2 separate regions of the Drosophila melanogaster genome follow, and region 2 is linked to region 1. Evidence: chromatin contacts called from public Hi-C data. All regions are on one chromosome and are shown on one strand. The core of a region is the stretch at or near the end of the contact, and the rest is flanking DNA. Distances in the headings are between cores, read along the strand shown.

Region 1 (4,526 bases), core at 265-2,764:
ACTGAGGTGTTGGTCTTACTTTGGGCCTAACTTATGGTACGATTCACATAATAAGCTAAACAAATTTTCAGGTCATTTGAGCTATTAACCCTATATTGGTAAACATATCTGCAGTCATAGGAAGAAACAGAGGCAGTATAGTTTTTAACCATTTTACGATGTAACAGGAGAATTATGAAACTTGCGAAAAAAGTATTAAACTTTACCTACTTGGCTTAAAAAGATCGAAACGAAACTGATTTACCTTTATGAATACGAATGCCATCATTACATGCCTTCGAGGAATAAGTGAGGCGAGTGAATAAGGCGACTCCTCCGCGCAGTAGCTATCAGTTTAATTGAGATTGATCGTGGCCAACTTCCGTTCCAGTGCCCATTGCGAGTACATTCCCCAGAAGACCCCGATACTTGCCCCCGATAAGGGACTCTGTGTGGGCACCAGTCGCCCCGTGACATCTGCGACTTCTGGGGTCGACCAAGATTTATGGCTCCTGTCAGCCGCGTCCCTTTTCGCTTCTGTGCCACACTTGCTCTTCTCACACATTTGCAGTTGCATTGATTTTTGTCACTTGGGGCAGCCGATTGGCATCGCATCGTCGCGTGCCCCACAATTAATCACGAGTATCCGCGGGCATCGAACGGCTCCTCCGCCTCCGGGACAAGTATTGAGTATCTGAATCGAGCTCATAAACGACAATCCGCCTGACATATGAAGAGTGATGTCCAAGTCGCCGGCTGTAGGAATCACGGTGCCACCGCACTCAAAGATATCGAAAAATATTAAAATTGGTTAAACTTTCAAAAAAAAAGATTGCATTACAGTTGCATTTATATAAGAAAAACACATTCGCAAAGATGTCTTCCAATCATTAATCAGTTTTTATTTACAGCAAAACTGCAAAAATAAAAGCAATAATAACTAGTAAATTTACAATTCAAATGCGTATTTTTCTGGTACAATCCCGACTCAGTGGAGAAAGTAGTTTGCAATACGCAGGATCAGGGACATGGCTTTAATGGGATCGAGGCGCATTAGTGTGTCTAATTCTGGGTTCACCATCATTGCCGTCAGTATCTCTCCTCCAATGTCCTCCGGAAAAATCTCGTTCCGTCCCATTCGTGTACGCATTGGAGGACTCCACTGAGACACGGAAGTGTAGCGAACTCGACGAGGATAAGCAGGGCGAACTATTGGACTTTGCAATAGAACAGAGTACACCCACGAGTTCGCATTGGACAGATTCAGCGGCATGAAAGACCCGCCTAACAAATTTGGTATTGCAGGTCCGGAAAATATGTGAATGTCAGGCCTCACACGGTTGGCGGTCGTCAGTTCTTCAGGGATAAATCTTGAATCCAATATTAATATAATTCGCTGGGGCTTATTTGATGGGTTTCTAAGAAGCTGCACTACTTCGTCACGTTCGTAGCGCCTAGTTCTGGCGCTCATATTGCAGAAATTAAATTATATCTTTTATAAAAAAAAATTCCGAGATTAAAGGAGCTTACTGTCACAATCTCTCACTAAACAACACTAGATCACAACGAATCAGAGTTGTCAAAATTGTACACAGCGTTAGTGACCCCTGTTTCTTTAAATTTGTAATTTATTTAAAATTCAGTCAGTCCTTTAACACCATGAATGTTTCCATGAACTATACATAGTCATATATATCAAACTCGTATCTTCAATGTCAGAGGACAACCTTATTACTTCTGACCAAATCGTAATCCCATCTCCATTGACCGATATAAACGGGCGATATGGGCTAGGGTTGCCAGCCCAAGTGTCAGATCCACTCACTATGCCACACTTGAGCTGCCAAGGCTGCCACCGAAGGATAGGATTGCCAGCTTTCGGCGCTAAATATGGTAAATATGGTCATTAGTTTTGGCCGAGCACGACTTGGCTTATTCGCCCGTTGGCCACTTTTTGGCCATTGAGCCTGTTTGCGCCTGATTATTATTATGCTTATGCTTATTATTGCGAAAAAGCGATTCCGCGCAGCTGCAGCTCATTTATTGTTGTTGTAGGTGTTCAATTAAATATGCAAACAGTTTCGCAAATGTGTCTCGACTTGACCGAGTTCAAAGTCAGCTTGCCAGCGCATTTCCAGCGGAGTCTAGACTTTTGTCTTTTTTCGCTGCGAAAAGTTCATTGCCAAATGCAACCGTTTTCAGTTTCAGTTTTCTGTTTGCAGTTCGAATCGATCGGTCGATCAACTGCAGCTGCATTGAGTCACAAGCCGGGCTGCAGAGCCCAGAAACGGACGGCAGGGACCGGCAGACGGCGGCCAAGTTCCCAACCTCCAACTTCCCAACTGCCAACCGCTAACAACGCTTTTTTGTGGGCGGACACTGGCCAAATGGCTTTGGATACCCTTTTCGAAGGGGTGTCTTGCACGGGCTGTTTGTTAGGGGTGAATTGTAAAAGGTTCAAGATTTATGAGCTCATCGATTAATACTTATTATTGAACATAATCATAGGTTGCATCACTCGTAGTTTATACCGGTTTTACAAATATTTTAAACACATTTGCATGGGCTAGTCAGGAATAATATGTTTTTTTTTCTACCTAGGGCATTTGCCCTGTCGGTTTCTCCCCACCTTGGTATCCCCCTTTTTGTATTTTCGATTTCACTGTGTTTCTGGCTCTTATTTTCGTTATAAATTCTGGGCATAAGACCATATCGTTTTCATTCTGATTTTGATTTAATTTACGGTTCTCGGTCCACCGTCTCTCGCTCGGACACATTGAATAATGTTTGTCTATTTATAAATATGAATTATTTTGCAGCAGATTAGAGAGAACCGGGCTTTGCTGTTTGTGGGTCTGTAGCATTTAACCACCGATCGCTGTGCGCTGCATTTTTAATTGCTAATTAATTTCCCCGACACACGAAAAACAATGAGAGTGAGCGATAAGTGCGCTTTAAGTTTTCAATTACCCAGATATCTGGGGCCACACCCCCCGTGCGCCCCGAAAAACACCTGGTTAGGCTTATTTATCGCGTTGAAATTCGCATTATAAATTTAATTTAATTATACGTGAAGTGGTGCGTGGGCGTCTGTCTCCGTCTCCGTTGCTGTTTATTTATTTTTCTCCTGCGGGGGAACAACTGCGAAAAGTTGCCCATACTCGCACTAAACAGCAATTAAGCTTAATTATAGTTGTCGCCGTTTTTAGCCAGCTTGTCTTGTGTTCGGCTGTCTTGTCTTGTCGCATATTGTTGTATGCAAAGCAGGCGCACGTCTGGCCAAAAGTATTGCCATTTTACCATTACACCATTTTGCCGTGGAGTGGATCGTACTCGAAGACCAGGCCAACATCTCAGACTAGTTAGCCTAGCCACGGTTCCTGTTTCGCGGTTTTCCGTTTTTTCGGTTTTCGATTTCGGTGGTTTCGGTGGAGGTGCACGCAGAGAAAAATTGGTTCACTTTGGATACGGTGGGAAGGATCCAAGCACAAGCATTCGTTCTAGTTGTCTAAATGTTACAAAATAGATACAAATGGCATTTCCCAACTGAGGCATTTCATTTACTATAACCATAATAGAACACGATAGGTGCTTAAATTACAAATTTCTTGCGGTGCACGGAGGTGGATGGCCATATCCCCCTGTCCGCCTTTTTGCCAAATGTCTGTCACGATTACCAGACGGGCACGAGTGATGGCGTCTGCTGCCTCCTTTTGCGCCCCTACGCCCATGAAAAAAGCATCACCCCGGGGGGGTCCTCCCCCATTTGGCTAATGGGCGCTTTTATGTTATGGCCTGGCTTAAAATGGATGAGCCTGCTCAGGAGTTGCAGCATATGTATATATCTGCACGTATCCGAATGTGGGTTTTGAGTCACTGTGGGTGTTGCGGCAGCTGGACTCGTGGCCCGAACGAAAGTAAAAGGTGTTGCCAAATTGATGTTAGTGGTAGAGGAAGTAGGAAATGCTAACAACCATGAAAAAGGGGACATCTTGTAGGTTTTTAAAACATTGTGTGCGGTAGTAATGTGTTAATATCATTTGGATGCTGCTTTACTGTAATTGAATGAGAATACAAATCCGTTCACAGCTTGCAACTTGGGGCAAGCTATTGAATATTAAAGATAGAGGAATCCGCCCACAAGGAAGAGAAGTTCTTAATGATTGAATCACCTTTCGAATTGCTGAACATCTCATTCGATTCCATTCATTTGTTATTCACTACTCACAAATACCTCAAGTCCCAAATCAATCAGTGTTCCGAGCCGGGCTTAATTAACTGCAAATTAAAACATATTTTTCGTATATCATTATAAACTCCACTGATAAATTAACAAAGCTGGCATAATGAGTGCACTTCCTCTCGCCTTTCGCACACAAATTAATTGAAATCATGCGATTTATCACATCTGCGATCTGACTGAAATCGAATCAATTTCATGTGGCTTTGTTGCCATCGAACAATATCGTATCCCATGTGGCCAAGTGGGTGCTGTAGACAATACCTTTGTGCGACGTACTATATGCATAATATCCAGTTGTGAGGTC
Region 2 (4,609 bases), core at 485-2,984, 49 kb before region 1:
ACGCAAAAGGCGAAGAGTCAGGCCGGTAAGCCAGTTAATTAGCAGCTAGTTCAGCAGGCTGTCCTTGTGCCAAATGTGAGTGGGTTGCACATGATGTGGGATCAGAAGCAAGCCAAGAAAATCCAATCAAAGCCGACTCAAGGATGTTTATATCTTCGCCACTCAAGATTGTATCTTTATCTCTACTTTTATATATATATTTCAGTGAGCATTGTGCACATAATCCTGTCTTTTAGATAACTTTCAGCAGCCGTTTCCAATTCGCAATCCTTTAAGCCGCTTTCAATGCGAATGGACAGCAGATACTAGATCACCATTAGCATTGCCTGCGCCCCAATCACTCACTGTCCAATTACGTAAGGCATCAACCTCAGGTAGACTGCTATTTTCCCGTTTTTCCTCCTATTTTCTGCACCCCCTAGAAAACCGCATTCGACAACGAACTTGTCCTTAAAATGTCAGCCAAAGTGTTCATTAATCTGTGCCCCTCTCGCTCGCACATTGTCTATCTCCCTCGTGCTCCATTTTGTTTACGATTGTGGCGCGTGTGTGCGTGTTTGTATCTGTGTCTAGTCATTGATCATGAATTCCATGAGCTTGGCACTCGCTGCATGCGTCATTCAAAACGGCTACCCCGCCTGCCTGGTACACTGCAGAAAAACGAATGCAAGATAAATAATACGACAAATGCCAAATATTTACTACATCCTATGTGCATTATTTGCACACTTTATATTCTTATGCGATATATATGCCTCCTTCATTCGCTATTCTAAAGAATTAACTCATTTGCGTACTAGCCAATTGAAGTTAAGAGTACTTAATTTTTCTTACTGTATCCATATGCATATGCCACCACCACCAATTGGCGACACAATTTTTGCTGTCTTTGGCATGTGCCACCCCCTCCCCCTGTGGTGACCAAAAAAAAAAAAAAAAAAAATAAAGAACCGCAGCGCAACCTACGCAAGAAAAATAATCTCTTGCCTGTTGCCAGTAGTTTGTAATTTTCATGTAGAAGTCGCGCCAAATGCAAAATGGCCCTGCGAACAGCGGCAACAACAACAAGAGCATTGAATGACTGACGGGCTGGCACGCCCCCTCAGGGTCCGACGCCCCCTTACCTATATGAATAAGCCAACCATCAATCTCAATTGCTTCGCGTTCTCATATGCGACTCTTCGATCATTTTGCTGGCTGACAGGCAACAGGAACCCAACAAAAGGCAACAACGGTAATAAAAATTGCAGATTTGTCACAGCAATTGTTGTTGTAGCTGTTCGGCCGATATTCTGGTTTATTCGTTTTTTTTTTCGTGATTTTTTTGCCAACATCGTGTGGCTGTAATTACTTTTTATGGTGGGTATTTTTATTTATTTCTTAAAGTTTTCGTACTTGGCTTGCCTTTTATTTTCTGTTCCGTTCTGAAGTTATCTCGCCCAAATGTCTACGCGTGATTAAACGCTTAAGTTGCCAGATATGATATATCCCAATCCCGGAGAGCCTGTCGCCGTCTGTTCTCCTCCGATCTGACATATATGTAGATATAGGACCAGATAGCCGGGGTTTGTCTTCTGGTTTTCGAAAGTCTGCGACAGTGGCTGCCTGTCGATGTTTGTTGTCTGTTTCTTGTCCTCCGTATACAATTTATTCAACTAGAGCTATGAACCTTAAATAAATTGTAATATATAAAATTAATTGTATGGGTAACTAGACTAGAATTTAATGAAAGTTAGTGAAATATTTGAAATTTTTCTAATCTATGGAATATTTCTTTAAAATATTGAAGAATATCACTTGACTTTATCAATCAAAAGCCCTCAACAAGTTGCTTATCACGCCCTTCGATCATGTTAAAACAACTTTAGGGTATTATTCAAATGAGGAAATGTTCACACGCTCACCTCTCGAACTTCAACTGAAAATGGGGACTTTTAAGCATAGTTTAAGGCTTTATTTAGCGCCCACATCTGACACCCTGTAAAGTCGTCACTTCACGCTTAATTAGGCGCATTGTACAAATAGCTTTATCGATGGGGCTTAAAATAGGCTTAAACTAAAGACATAAAACGTGCTCTGGTGGGAGAGATGTGACTATGAGCCAACCAAAAATGGTCAAAACATGAAATCCTATTAGACAAATTGAAATTACAAATGAGACAACAACGAAATTAATTTATTAATTAGTCACACTCCATTATGGTCAGACAAAGGTGGTGATTGGTGATGGGGGAAAGGGGGAAAAAGACAGTAGCCAGCGACATAAAATGCTGCCCACATGCGTTGGTGTTTCGGAAAATACTAGACAGATGGAGTTGATAGTGCACTGGAAAAAATTATCTATAAATGTGTCAAAATCTAAAATTTTTCTCTGTCTTTAGAGTATCAATATATTTTCAACTTTTAGTTGGTTTTTCCTTGTGCAAGCTCCAAGTCGGAGTTGTCGTAACCATTTCTGGTGTGAAAATTCCAGAGATCCAATTCAAGGCACGCAATTCAACTGGCTGCGAGTGCGGAAAACTTTCTGTGTGGGTTGCTGTTCTCTCCAGCGGACTGACATAATCGACGATAAGCGATCGCTAATTAAAATTATTAAAACCAGAAATGAGCGGCGGACAATGAAAATGAAATTTGTGCCATTCTGGAGTCGCCTATCCGGGTATCTCTCTGCGATCTGGGGTTCCATTTTGGCCCGTTCTCGGACAGGTTGTTGGCAAGACAATTGCCGGTTCCCATTGCCAAAGGAGTTATCATGGGAAACCCACGGCGAACCAGCATTTGGTTCATTTCTATTCCAGCCTTCATCATTATCAAGTCGGCTCACAGAGATAGCCAAACTTGGGCGAAGTGAATGCTCGCCGCTCCAAGGAGGCAATTTGGCCAAAACGAGTGGTCCAAAACGCTAATTAAGACTTTTTCTGGGTGTCAGGCTCTATACCTGCCGAGCATAATTCATATCTGGAAATCTGGGCCTCCTCATATTTCGGCTCAGTTCAGTTCAGTTCGCTACGGACTTATACAACCATCGCATTTTGGGGAGAAAGTTTTTTCTGGGGTCTCGAAGCATTTTGTATTTTTAGCGCCATAAATAAGCGTTTTTATTAATGGCAGCCCATTAACCCCGACTAATTAATTAACAAATCCCAAAATACATATCCACCGGCAAAACAAATAAGCCTGCTGCGGTCCAAAAAGTAACATTCAAACTGACTGAAGACTGTCCGATCGCAAGATGTTGTTCCCATCCAAAGTCAGCCGATGGTGATGAGTTTTCAAATGATGCGTATCAATTTTATTTGAATTTTTTTCATATCAAATATTTATGAGCGCTCGTTAGATCATTCATAGCCGAAAACTACACAGAGTTTGGCTTTGAAATTCAGTTGGCTGGCTTCGTAGGCAAAGCTACCATCTTCACTTCGGCTATCAACGATCGGAGTTTGAAGATCCCATCCCAACCATTGTACCAATTTTTTTTTTCTGCCAGCATCTTTTCAACATAAATCTGTAGAACGCCCACGTTCGTCTGAGTTCGATTTCCAAAGTTGCTTTTTGTTTTGTCTCAGCTCGACTAATTTGCGGTGCGTGGAATTTTCGGTTTTCTTTCATTGTCAAAGTGTCTTCTCGATTTGTGAAAAGCGTTTAATAAATGCGGTAATAAATATTTTCGACTGCGGCTGACGTAGACAATGGGCCACATTTCACTTCGATGGGCCCGATGAAAAAGGCCTGTGGATTATTCAGAGTGCGGTGGCTTATAAAAAATTCATTCAGGCAATTGTCTGCGTTGCAGATTATCTGCAATAAGTTCCCTCCCACAGGTCAAGCGTGCACATCAATTACTTTGGCACAGGCCCAAAAGATTTTAGGCCCGGGAATCTAGACAGGAAACGCACACAGATACCGCTTGTACAGATACCGGCACACAGATACACACAGTCACACACTATCCAGCACTTTGTTGACCTCTCAATTTAACGCTTATAATGCCAGGAAATGCCAACTTTAAGCAAGACACCAAACAGAAGAGGATGATCATGAGGCTGCGGAGACTGCAAGTACACTTTTAAAATATTGATAGTGAAGCGAAAATGGGGAACAAAAAAAAAAAAACATTTAAAATACAAAATTTAACATGGTATAAAATGTTCAGAAAACCATAGGCGAAGTGTTTAAGGGTTTTAACTATTCTGTGAATAATTCAATACCTCTTTAATGAAGTCCTAATATCGACCCGATTTTTTCGCCCAGTGCTCACTATCCGCTGAGCTTGTCTGTTGTCTATGGAGAGTCACTTGATCTCGGTGTTGATTGTGCGTTGATTGTTTTATTATGAAGATGTTGATGGAGACTCCATAGTTATGGCTGTATTATTAGGCTTATCATATGCAACCCACTCGCGAATCTCCAATGAGTTGTCAATAGTTTGGCGAAAGCTTATGAAACCGCCTGACCTGTCAACTTTTGATGGAATCGCTGGGATGCTCACATTCCACTGACTCGTTTTCATTTCTATCCTGCCTGCTGGTTACCATACCTAATTAGCCAATCCATTAACTTTGCCCAGGCCATGTTGACACCAAAGCGCCAACAAACGGCCATTAGGCGA

The links. Hi-C and Micro-C count contacts between places; a contact is called where the count stands out from the background.
Region 2: a Hi-C map of the Kc167 cell line shows a contact between it and region 1, with 1.8 times the contacts expected there. A contact is called at or near these places in 67 of 107 Hi-C or Micro-C datasets (the Clone 8 cell line, the D17-c3 cell line, the Kc167 cell line and 23 more) and 2 of 7 datasets of targeted methods (both in the Kc167 cell line).

Annotation. Positions count from the first base shown.
Region 1 is chr3L:3,656,056-3,660,581 of dm6, reverse strand. It overlaps CG43098, which reads right to left and starts at 1,514. Exons shown (of 1, transcript NM_001259676.2): 1 at 858-1,514. The coding sequence starts at 1,450. The coding sequence ends at 968.
Region 2 is chr3L:3,705,688-3,710,296 of dm6, reverse strand. lncRNA:CR45675 (long non-coding RNA:CR45675) reads right to left here and starts at 1,734. Exons shown (of 1, transcript NR_124773.1): 1 at 1,300-1,734.